Regions from separate parts of the Cricetulus griseus genome. Here region 2 is linked to region 1. Evidence: chromatin contacts called from public Hi-C data. All regions are on one chromosome and are shown on one strand. The core of a region is the stretch at or near the end of the contact, and the rest is flanking DNA. Distances in the headings are between cores, read along the strand shown. Region 1 has its middle 43 kb from the start of Clint1. Region 2 overlaps Clint1 (clathrin interactor 1).

Region 1 (6,571 bases), core at 2,819-5,318:
GAACCCTGCTGGGTGGGTGCTGGCCAATTAGTCTGAAGTTTGTAAACCTCCTGAGTCTTATCAGGGCTTTACTGTGGGTAGAGTGGGCAGCCCATTCTGGTGACTTTGCATGTGAAACTAATTGCCCTAGAAATGCTGAGAATTTGATCTTCCATCAAATCCGCCAGCCCTTCAGATCCCTTGATAATCTTTGACGATTTGCATCTCAAGGTTAAAACAGGCTGTTGCTTTCTGGATGCTAATCAGTTGTGAAAACTTTTGATCTTCTCTGGAAAACACACATATAGACAAGCACAGGCACCCCCCCACACACACACAGGCACCCCCCCACACACACACAGGCACACACACACAGACACACAGACACACAGACACACACAGACACACACACACACACACACACACACACAAAGGCCCACGCACACACACAGACATGCATACAGGCATACAGACAGACAGACACACACGCACACACCCCCTTTCCTCTGCAATAGACTTCTTCGGAGAGCTGAGCATGGGGAGGTGGCTTTGCTGGGAGTGCACTGTGTTTAGCAATTGTTTTCATTCCTTCTTAGGGTGGAAGCCTGGAATATCCTCTAATATTTCTGAGTTCCCTCTACCAAATGAAATGAGCGTTTTATCATAGCTGCCCCTGGGAGGGTGGTGGTGGTGTTTCGTCATGATAAAATAATGGTTTTAAACTGGGCCTAGAACTCAATGGGGGCAATTTTGCACTGCATGTGCAAGGCCCCTGTTTTCTACCCCCATACTGCAAAACAAATAACAAGTACAAAAGAATGTCCCCCTACCCCAAGAGTCCCCTGGAATGCTCTAGTTTTCAGTAGTTTGTAGATTTAAACTTTGTAAACATGTTTTCAAAGGCGATGGGGGTGGGGTGGTTGAGAGTCCTATGGGTATATAGAAGAGCATTTATCCTCCAGTACTATTTTAATGACACTTGATTTTTGATGGCAGGGGTGGGGACAAGTGTCTAGCTAGTTATATACCTAACTGGATACTGGACACTCTGCAGTGTCTTGCTATGTAGCCCAGGCTCTCTCTTCACACTTGTCACCGTCCTGTTGTCATCATTGCTGTTGTTGCTTTTCCTCCCCCTTTTCAGCTTTTATCCTTCACTCTCTCCTCCTCCTCCTCCCTTTTTTGGGAACAGGGTCTAATGTAGCCCAGGCTGGTCTCAGCTTGCTATGTAGTCAAGGATGACTCCGAGTGGCTGATCTTCCTCCTTCTACCCACCAAGTGCAAAGGGAAGTTTGGGCTCCTTTCAGGTTCTTAGTCTCATGAATACAAGGATTTTGAAACAGACACAGAAGGGAGTCTGGGGACAATTAGAAATTGAGAGAAAAGTGTCTGTGTAGATAAGTGTACGTAAGTGTCAGCAGCTGCTGGAGGCAGGTGAGCGAGAAGAGGAGCAGAGGAAGTCGTGCCTTTTTGAGTTAGGGTATAAGAAAGCTGGCAAGTTCAGCAATAGAAGTCTGCAGAAAGCTGTGTGGTAGATAGAGGAGGGGCTTTCGGACAATGCTGATTGAGTCCAGAGTGCCAGGGCAAGCGTGCTTGAGCTTTTAGCCAAAGAGGGAAAAGAAGAAACATGCTTAGTGCTGGGCTGCAGGTCTGAGTTAAGAGGGATCTTATTCCAGGCTCTTGTGTCTCAGGACAGGGCCTAGTTGAACCAAGGACACGTGTGTTTAGAAACAGAAATACAGTTTATTAAGAAAGGGAAATCACTGTCCAGACCAGAAGTGGGCTAGTGAGTGAAGAGAAAAAGTCTGAATAGCATTGGCCCATGAGGTGTAGAGCCTAATCATAGGACATTTCTATTGCACCACCTCTTCTGTTTGCATGGCAAGGGCTTTTCTCGGGCATGCTCTGTTCATTGAATGGCACCCAGCTATATAGCTGGCCTGAGCACACTGCATTTCTTTTGTGACTCCCAGGTAGGGGAAGGCTTCATGTTTCTCTGTGTACTTGCTTCTTTAGATGTTCATCTTGCTGTTGCAGCCTCTAGTTCCTTCTCTTCTGCCACACAAGTGTTGAAATTACCAGCATGTGTTATCACACCCAACTTCAATATAACTAGTTTCTTTTATGATCTGATTGGGGTTTGTGTGTTTGCCCTACTGAGGTTAGAACCCAGGACCTCACACATGCAAAACAAGTGCCCTAACACTGAGCTATGACCCTGCCCTGCTGTGCCCCCAATCCTGCCTCACATTCCTGAATGCTGGGATCATAGATCAGTACCACCCCCTCACTTAAAACAGAGTTCCTTGATAGTGGTGTTACTAATACTTGGGGCTAGATTACTCTGAGATGACTCTACCTTGCAGTGTCTTTGGCCTTTATTTACTAGAGATCAGTTGATTTCAGCAGTGAAAAACCTGTCCAGATATTGTCACATGTCCCCTGGGGGTAAGGCTGCCAATTTAACAAATAAAAATAGGGGGTGCTTAATCAAATTTGAATCTCAGGGAAGCAACAAGATTTCTATAAGTATAAATTGATCTGAATGTACTCTATAGACTAAGGGAGTCTACTGGGATGGTGTGTGTGCAAAGTTTCCCCCTAGTTAAGATTAGGATGTATGAATGCTCTCACATTATCAACTACTTCATGCCGGCTTTATTTCTCTCATACGATTGGCTTTTCAATTCTAGTCCTCATGACAAGTCCATCCCACTGTCAGTCAGTCCTCACATCCTCACCAGGGAGCATTACTGGCCTCAAGTAAGAGGAAGTAGAACCAGTTAAAATATAAGATGGTGAAGTGAGAATTAGTCACAAACCCAAATCAGGCAAGGCAATGTAGGATGACACCTATGCAAGCAGTGTCCTTCCATAAATGATGAAGGACTGAGTCAGATAAGCATCAAAGGAAAAGAAACTCTGTTCCTCCAAGATCTCCACGGACCCTTTGGAAGTCAGACTCAGAAGTTACCATGAGGTTGTCATCTTGCCAGTTGTTCATCAGATATTTCTGGGCAGTGGCTATGGTGGCCAGGGGCTGGCATTGTAATAAGGAAAGGGCTCAGTCCTGTGACTATGAGCAGCATGTTGTACCTCCATGAAGAGATGCTTGCGGATAACAGGGGCTATTAAGGAACAGGTTGAGTGACCATGGGCAGAGTGGGAGGCTGAGAGTTTTTGTAGATAGGGTAGGAGGTTGGACGGAAGGGTAGAGTTTGGGTCGGGACTGGGCTGGGTGCACCCAGTGAGTGGTGGTGGAAGATTAATAATTGGGTGTTCAAAGCAGGGTGTTGGGGGTGACTTTTTCCTTCAATTAGATTTTTGTTTCCTGTCTGTTTAGAGAAGCTGAGCACACTTGGGAGAAGGACAAGAAGAAAGCTTGCCTTGTGTGGCTTTACTTTCTCTTTATTGTTCCCAACAATTTATTACAGTCCACTGCAAACAAGCTAGTGGAACTGAAACAGGGACTAGGCTGCTTTTGATAAAAAGTGCTTACTCTTTACTTGGTCCATAGGTGTCTGATGGGTGACTAAAAAGCTGGGCCTCTCTGTCTTCATTCCCATGTGTGTGTTTGGCTGCCTTGAACTTTAGGTTAGAGTCCTGCTTGACACTTCACTAGGGCATATTTAATCTAAAAGTGGCAACCCTCCCTTCCCCAATTCCAGCCTAAGGCTGTTACCACATTCAGTAGATTATCAACTTTCAATGTTGAAGCCTTCTTCCAGATTAGTGGAAACTGCCAGGCATTGGCCTTAAACAGAAAGCCTTTCTGACTCCATCTTGCCCATCTGACTTCTTGCTGGTCTGGGTTGTCCCTTCTCTGAGTCATTCTTTCCTGTAGCTATCTTACATTCCAGGAACAACAGTAAATGTCTTGTGATGGGAGGAAACTGTCCCCAGGCAGCAGCTACTGGCTCATTGCAGATGAGACTGGAGTCTCAGCAGAAACATCCTGAGATAAGGTCGAACCAGCCCACAGTTTGAAGGACGGTTTGACTCTGAGGCTTTCCTGACCACAAGGATGTTCTCCTCCTCAGAAGCCTGACTCCTTATCAGCATGCTGAAGACTGCAGCACGGAACTCTGTGTCCTCATGTCCCTCCCCAGGATGACTACACTGAATACAATCCCTTCTTGCTTCACTGGGGCTGTTTATCATTTGATCAGATGAGTTGCAGTTAGCAACTGAGCCTGGTTCACTGTTGAACCCACAGAATTCGGCTTCTGGCCTAGGGATCCAATAGCAAGACTCACACCTTAAAGATGACATGATAGGGTCTCTTGTGTTGATGCATGCCCCAAATCTCAGCACTGTGGAGGCTGATGCAGGACAAGGCTCAGTTCCAGGCCAGCCTGGGATACATAGAAGGATCCTATGTTATATTTTTTAAAAATAAAACATGAAAGTCTGTGTATTGGTACTGGGCCTGTTACACAGAATCACCTTTTATTCCCCTTCAACCTCTGAAGCTTTTTATTTTATACTTCTTTTAATTCCCTATGTCACTCTCCCCAAGACCATTTCTCCATTTTCTTATATTCATCATTTTGTTTGGGTGTGGCTTATGGATTATTGTTCTTACTGCTTACTCAACTATGCTTCCCCCTTTCAACTTTTTTGTTTGCCTTAAAAAAAATTTTTTTTTTTGAGACAGGATCTCATGTATCCCACTTTGGCTTTCACCTCACTGTGTAGTCAAGGATGACTTGAATCAATCAATCAATCTGTTTCCTCCCTCCCTCCCTCCCTCCCTCCTCCCTCCCTCCCTCCCTCCCTTCCTCCTTCCCTCCTCCCTCCCTTCCTCCCTCCCTCCCTTCCTTCCTTTCTTCAGTCTGGCCTGCAATTTTTTTATCCTCCTGCCTCCTGGATGCTGGAATTGCAGGCATATGACACTATATAAGGAACTCCCAGGTTTGTAGACTGACATTACCTCTAAGGCCTTACAGTGGAATACTATATATTGAAAATTTTTATTACAAAACAGGATGATATAATAAAAAGAAAATAAAACCTAACCAAACACTATAAACTAAGTTAAAGAAAAAGTTGCAGGCCTGTGAAAATATTTGTAAATGTTTACCTAAAATATACTCAAGAGACGAACTTGTAACGTCAGAGGAAGAGAGTAAGGGCTTCACACAAATGAATCATGTGGTACTATGTGGCTTCTTTTACTCATAATAATTTTGAGACTCATTCATGTTGTATGTGTTGATAATGGTTCCTTTTCATTATTAAACAGTAGTTTATTAGATGGGTTTCCAGTTTATCTATTAGTTGAGGGAAAATAGGATTATTTCCAGTGTTGAGGTATTCCAAGGAAGCTACTGTGAACATTGTATATAAGTCCTTGTGTGAATGTAAAGTTTCATGGATGTAAGAGAGGAATGGAGAAATTATTGTAAGATGGGTGTGTATTTCACTTTTTAAATGAAGTTTGCAAAGTATTTTTGAAGAGGTTCTACCATTTTGCATGTTCATCTACATGGCACACATGTTTTATGTGATACATATTCACCAGTGCTTGGTATCGCCAGCCTGGTGTCTGGCTGTTCAGAGGGTCTGGTGAGGACAGCTCTTTGTGTCCCAATTTACTCTTCTGTAGTTAGTGACTGCAGCACATCTTTGTGTGCTTATTTGCTGTCTTTTTTTTTGATGTAATGTCTTCATTTTATTAAATATTATATTTTGTGTATGGTATATGAGTGTGTGAGGGTACATGTGTGACAGAAGTCAGTGTCAGGTGTCTTTCTCAATTGCTTTCCATCTATCTATCTATCTATCTATCTATCTATCTATCTATCTATCTATCCATCCATCCATCCAAGGCCTCTCACTAAGCCTGGAACTCACAATAAGTTCAAGTGTTTTCCCATCTTTGCCTCTCCAGCACTAGGATGGTAGGTTTGGACCACTATGACCAACTTTTTATGTGGATGTTGGGATCCGAACATGGGTTTGCATGGCATGCACATGCACATGCACTTTGCTGTCTGAGTAAGCTCCCCAGCCCCTATTGTGCTTATTTTATAATTAGGCTCTTTGTTTTCTTATTATAGAGAATGTATTTCCCATTACTCTGTCTGCTTGTTTACTTGTCTACAAACAGGCCTCCATTTCTTGAGTGCTGGGATCACAATGTATACCACCTCACTTGACTTGATTGTGGGTTTTTTCTTCTTCTTTAATATGGTATAAAGTAGGATGAAGTTTTTCTATACTATTTTGGGGAAAGATAATCCTTTCCCCATTGATCTGCCTCAGCAGCTTCATCTTAAGTGAGTGAATATGTATGTAGATCTGGTTTTGGTGCCTCCTACTTTGTTCCATTATTGATGATGGTGTCTTTCCATTTCATAGTCTCTTGTGGATGATAGCTTTATAGTAACGGCTGAATTCAGGCAGGGTGAATTACCTTAAGTTGTTCTTTGAAAAACAGGCTTTTGTTTTGTGTTTTGTAGTGCTAGGGATTGGACCCAGGACCTTGTGCATGGTAGGCAAGTGCTTTATCCCTGAGCCACATCTCCAACCTTAGTTCTGTTTTTTCAGCAATGTTATGCATCCTTTACATTTCTATATTCAGTATAAC
Region 2 (6,571 bases), core at 1,756-4,255, 70 kb before region 1:
AGGATGTATGATGTTACTATAACAGCGAAAACCTAACACTTCCCACATGAACATTGTTTTAAAGCTATTTTCCAATAAAACTGCTACTTTCAAAAATGAGCAAAAAAGAAACATTTTTTTTTAAGTTTCACTAACTCAGAAACAACGGTAACTAAAACAAAACAAAGAATACTGTCTCATTCCATGATGTTTAAAAGCACTAATTTCTAAAAAGGCAAAAACAGCAATGTTGACCCTTCATTAATTGGATACTCTCTATCTTGGACCTATTCTTAACATCAGCAACACTTTAAAAATGGAAAACAATTCCCTTCAAATATGAAAATTAAAAACAACTTTACATCCAGGTAGCTTAATTCTAAATCTTCCCAGGACTGACAGAGACTTATGTCCCTGACTATTTCAGTCACTAGAGGGGGCCCTCTAACCAGTGCTCGGACATGCAAACTCTAGAGAAAGGTCTGAATTTGACTAAGCTGGAGAGGGGAATAGCTTCCCAGGACCTGGGCAACTGTCAATCAAGTAGTTTCTGTGCTTGTAGCAATCTGGGCTCAAACTGTGAATTTACAAAGCTCTTAAAGAGGTGAAAAGAATAGGACAAGTATCACCACCACCCTTCTTAGAAGGCAATGATGTTGCAGAGTCTGTCTGCAAAGAGTGGCCCTGCTGCTCTTCATTCCCCATTTCACCCTTACTTCATCACCCAGTAAGAGTAAAAAAATCAACTTATGTTCCCTGCTTAGTCCGTGCCCAGGTTATAGAGACAAAGCTACCCAAAGGAAACACTAATACAGGACTTTTGCTTACAGCTGTTTCTGATCCATGTTCAGGAAAACCATTAGGGAAAAATGAGTGGCAACAACAAAACCTTGCATACTCCCATCTTGCTGATATTCTGCAAGATATTGTCAAGAACATACTTTACTAAAAATACACACCAAGAAAAAGTATAAATTGTGAATGAAGGAATGATGTGGTACCAAGTACTTTTCTCACTCTCTCTTTTCCCAAATGGGGTCAGATGGGTTTGTGTCTTCCAGGCATCACCCTTTTAGTCTAAGCTTACAACTTTGCTCACCCCAAGATCATGAAATATTGAGACCTCTAAATGATCTGTCAAATTCAAATATACAAGCTTAAGACAGAAAGACAGCCAGAAACAGACCCAATAACTCAGTTCCCAGCAATAGTATTTTCTTCACACCGACTCAGATTTTCCCGATTCATCTCCACGAGCATTATTTTACTCTAACCAAGAAAAACTATAAAATGTTACTAAAATGCACATCAAATTCTGTGTCACTCACAGTTGGCTACATTTTAATTATTTTATAGGTTAGAAACATTAGTATGAGCAACTGGGATATTGCCGGCACTTCCAATGTTCCTTTATCTGGATAGTAAGTGCTTCAATAAGTGCTATCTACCCAGTGGTATGTGAATAAGCCATTGTACAAATTTAAATACCTACAACTGGAATAGTATTTCTAAAACAGGAATTGAAAATTAAGTCTACATCTAAGCCACCTCTTAAACGTCTATGCCAGAAGAACTTCAAAAGGACATTTTGGTAATGAAGGTTTGTGAGACAGTTATGCTCCCTGATAAATACCAATGTGAGGCTGGGTTACACTCCTGCAACACCCATACTTTGGAGACAGAGGCAGCAGGATCAGGATCAATACTGCAGCTGGGCTATGCTATAAGACCTGTCTCAGATAATGTCTTTAAATGTTACAGCACCCTAATTAACACAAGAAGACATCAAGTACAGGCACCATACTGCTACAGAACTTAATGTTGAAATCACATTTAAAGATAGACTCTCAGCTACTGAATTTTTTTAGCATATATTAAATACAAAGTATCTGATAAAGAAGAAAAATGGAATCTAAAAAGATGACTCGAAGGTTAATAGCACTTTCTGCTCTTTCAGAGAGGACCAGAGTTCAGTTCCCAGCACTATGGTGGGTAGGATATTCACCAAGCTCCTGTAACTCCAGACCTGATTAACTTTTTGAAGTACTAAGACATACATATGAACAAATAATAAATCTTTTTGTTGTTGTTGTTGTTGTTTTTCAAGACAGGGTCTCACATCTGTGTGGCACTGGCTGTCCTGGAACTCGCTGGGTAGACCAGGCTGGCCTGGAACTCACAGAAATCAGCCTGCCTCTGCCTTCCTTGTGCTTGGGATTAAAGGTGTGCACCACCACTGCCTGGCCAATAAATCTTTATTTATTTTCTTTAAGAGATGAAAGTAATTTTTCTCCTCTCTTATGCCTGTACTCTCTCTGTGTCACACACGGAGGTCAGAGGACAACTTGCAGAAGCAGGCTCCTCTTTCCACCAGGGGATCCCTAACAATATACTCAAAGTGAGAAAAAGTGAGAAAAACTTTCAAGACAAAGCCCTAACACACTTGATAGATGAAGATTGGGTACCTTCAGTCTGAATGAAGCCATGTCTACAGAGACCTAGGAGTAGGCTGTAAATACTATTTTCTTACTACAGAGTGGCCAATATTTACAGCCACTTGCATTTTTATTTGTCAAAACAAGACATTTTTGTGGGCAGTACACGTCACTCACTGACTCTACAGAGCTGACAAAAACCTTGTGTATGTATCTGAGCAAGCACACTCACTGAGGCCAGAAGAGGCACTGGATCCAGGATAACTCAAGTTCCCTGCAGGCAGGCGCAGGTGCTCTTAACAGCTGAGCCATCTCTCAGCCCCCAGAGGTGACTGAGACAGTTTCCCCCAAGGCCTCCACGTTAGAGATCACCCTGAACTGTGAGGTGGCACACAGTAGTAAGAAACTGAGCTAAATGAGACCGGTAACCAACCACACACAGCAGATCTGGGGCATGACAGAAGTATGAACTGTTTCTGTTACAAACTTTGCAGTTGTTTATTAAAAATGAAAACTTTGAACACAAGTCTAATAGGGAACCACTGCACTTTAGACTCATCAAGAGTTAATCAATGTCAAGGAATCATCTGTTAACAGCCACTGCGGACACTGATGCATAACACCACCCAATAAGTTCTCTTCTGGTTCTAAATTGTCTTTCTCTAAAGCCTCCAAGAGTAAAAAAAAAAAATAAGCATTGCAAGCTGGGCATGTTGACCTATGTCTGTAATTCCAGCACCAACAGCTGAGAAGCCAGCCTGGATTACACATTGTAAGATGCTGTCAGGGAGGGAGGGAGGGAGGGAGGAAGAGAGGGAGGGAGAAGCATTCTGAAACCCTGTAATTTTAATGTGTACACTAAGGAAGTATCTGTTCCCCTGCTTCAATGATCACATACTTAACACTCCAGGAAAATTCCCACTATTCTGTGTCAATGTGGAGGAGGCAACACTAACCAAACTCATGTACACATTTCTGAGATTCATAAATACCAGTTTGTTCATCTCTCCATCTAAAGCTGTCCTGTTTTTACAAGGCACCAACTTTCTTATTGTTGCTGATGGTGATTTAATCTGGCAAGTTTTCAGGAAAATCCTTGAGTAATTTATGAAACAGATGTGCAAAGAAAATGACATGAATGGGACAAGCCAAGAAAAATATCCTAGTGTCAGCAACTAAACCATGAGCTGTAGGAAGACACCACTTCCCTTTCCTTACACTCCAGAGGTGAGCAGCACTAAGCAAAACAAGCTACCCGACAGTAGCCTATTCTCAGACTTAATGTGGGCCTTGGCTTCAGGAACAACTCCACAACACAAAGCTACAGTAAAAGAGGATATACTGTATTTGTATGTGTTTTCATTAAGCCACTTCATCTACAGCCAATACAGAAATTTACAGAGATTGTAAGTTACTAGGGTGTGAATTTATGTCTATGGTGCATACCTACTGTTAGGATCTCTAAATAAACCAATCACTGGCATGCCTCAGTTTCCTCATTTAAAAAGTCCCTGTATATCACTATTAATCAAACAGTATGTGCAGGCAGTTAGCCGAGTTTTCTGATACCACTTACTGTTTTTAGGTTGAGTTTTCAGCCTAAATGACTTTGTATAGATTGAATATCAAACACCCTACTGGCTCATCTGTCAAAAGCCTGGACCCTGCTGGTGGCAGTATTATCAGAGGTTCTGGAAACTACAGGAGATAAGGTCTCTCTGGAAGAAGTCAGTTGGTGGGGAAGGTCCTCTGTCTCTACTGGTGCTATAATGTGAAGCTCTGTGCTCCATCTCCTCCTTGCCACAATGGGCTCGCACTACTGAGCCAAAGAGTCCCTTCCTGTCTGGGATGTCTGTCAAGTAACTAATCACAAAGACAGAGAAACTGACTATGAAGTCCCTCATCAGGAAGGCCATAATACATGTGATGCCTAATCCTGACTATCTCAAAAACAAATAATTAGCAGAGAGCTGGAGAGATGGCTCTCCATCACCCTCTTCCGGTAACTCACAACTACTTGTAACTCAGGGTACTGACATTCTCTTTTGGACTCAGTGGGCAACTGCACTCACACCCACAACGGATACAGATATGTAATCTACACATCCCAAAGTGAAACTCAATTTTTACAAAATAGTTAGTTAGCAGTTTACAAAATAATAGCTGCCAGTGTGGTTTGGTGGTACAGAACAAGGTCCTGGGTTCAATCCCCACCACAACTAACCCACACCCCAAGTATCAGAGTTCTGAGCTCTTAAAACATCCAAACCAATGTCTATGTCATTACTCCATGTGGTGTGTGGCTGAATAAGGGGGGGTCTTAGAAGTACCATAAAACCAAGTTTCCTTTCCAAAGACGTAAATTATACTAGGAAATATCTGGATAGTCATTGGGTCTTACTGGTTTGTGTGGAATTCTGCTCACTTCCTAGGAGGGGTGCTGCCTTTAAGACTTAGGCAAACTTACAGAAGAGACATTACTACAAAGCTTGTCTCATGACATGGCAGAGGTACTATTTTCCAGAAAGGCACCATGCCAGCAAGGGCTGAAAGATCAAGATGCTCATGACTAGCAAAACAGAATAAATTATACACAAGAAGTAGAATAAAAAGTAACTAAATTATGCTTTTTAACAACTACATAAAACATATACACATGGAGGAAAAAAACTCAAAAGAATCAAAACTCCAAACAAAACAAGATGCCAATGAGCTGAGTGGGATGACGGGAGATGGGCACTTTAAAACGTTTAGTATTATTTAAATAAAAAAAAAAAGAGGAAAAACAGTATCAAGACTTTGCCCCATTTTCTATCCAAGTGCTGGACAGCTGGACAGACATAACTGTGCTGGGCATCACTCCGGCTCCCTGGTTCAGCAGTGCCCCATCTGAAGATGGACACCTGCTCTCATCCTTTGGCTAGAACATCTGGCTGTCACTAGGACACTAGTCCCTAGGGATGATGGTCACAACCCCAAGTCACTTCTCTGTTTTCTGCTTTTTAAAAACTTTTATGTTTCTCAGTAACTTTGAAGATTAGTCTAAACAAGTTCTGTGAACATTGTCCCTGGGGACTGATGGCAGGTGCTCCCTGAGAAGAGGGTACTTTGGGGGGACTAGGCAGCGTGGGGTGCAGAGAAACTTCCCAACTGTACGGCTTCTCAGAGACTTGTGTAGCCTAACGGTTCATCCCAGGGCCCCAAACTGTACATTCCTCAAACATTTCTTTCCTTAACAGCTTATTTGAGTGTCCCTAAACCCATTTTAGTATGACCGTTGCAAACACAAGTGTTTTCTTCAAACCATCAAACACATTTTCACCTCACTACTCTTACTTTTATTACCTAATTTCTAATAGGGATGACTTTTCCTTTAGTCTTAATTTTTTATTTTTACAGCCCCTTTGGGAGTAGATGATGGCTCTGTGAGTAAGGGGTTTGCTGCCAAGCCTGACAACCAGAGTTCAATCCTGGAACCCACATGTTAGAAGAAGAACTGAGTTCTATACAATGTCCCTTGGCATCCAAGTGTGTGCCACAGTGTGCTTGCATGCACATGTACACCCATGAACATACATAATACAAGTAAAATATTATTTTTAGCTCTTGGTTAAGATTTCAGGCTTTTAACTTGTCTCAAGCCCCACCTACTTTTGGAGTACTTAAAAATCTCAGTTGCTCCTGAGTGTCATTTTACTTTCCCCACTTGCTGGCTTCACGTACTTACCTTACTTTTTATGGACACAAAGCTGCAGATGTGCAGACAGCCTCACGTATTGATGCATTTATACACAGAGTAAGACTCAGCACACCACCATTGTGGTGAGACACTTGGAAGGCCTGTTCTGGCCACTTCAAAGCACTGGGGACATTGTTAGGCGGTGATACTGCTATGCGAGTGTTCGGCAGAACTTATTTCTCTTTCTTTCCCGTTCCTGTATTGATTATTGTGCTGGGGATCAACCTAGGGCCTTCCACATGCTGAGAAAGTGCTCTGATCTACACTACCAACACCTCTTTTTCTGAGACACAGTCTTACTGTGTAGCTCTGTATCTGAAACTTGCTACATAGCCCAGGCTGGCCCTCAGGCTAAGATTACTTGAGTGTGCCACTATGTACAGAGCCCCGATTATCTCTGTAACAACAAACTCATCTC

What was found. A called contact is a pair of places that touch in the nucleus more often than the background predicts.
Region 2: a Hi-C map of the CHO-K1 cell line shows a contact between it and region 1, with 6 times the contacts expected there. The contact joins two enhancer-like sites. A contact is called at or near these places in 6 of 8 Hi-C or Micro-C datasets (the CHK-Q cell line, the CHL-YN cell line, the CHO-K1 cell line and 2 more).

The regions. Positions count from the first base shown.
Region 1 is chr7:60,358,023-60,364,593 of CriGri-PICRH-1.0, reverse strand. No RefSeq gene overlaps it. Among named protein-coding and RNA genes, the nearest start is that of Clint1, 43 kb to the left of the region's middle. Within about 2 kb of position 4,068, at least 1 of the 6 cell types and tissues checked has open chromatin away from gene starts, as enhancers often do.
Region 2 is chr7:60,427,080-60,433,650 of CriGri-PICRH-1.0, reverse strand. The region is part of intron 1 of Clint1 (clathrin interactor 1); the gene reads right to left. Among named protein-coding and RNA genes, the nearest start is that of Clint1, 26 kb to the right of the region's middle. Within about 2 kb of position 3,005, at least 1 of the 6 cell types and tissues checked has open chromatin away from gene starts, as enhancers often do.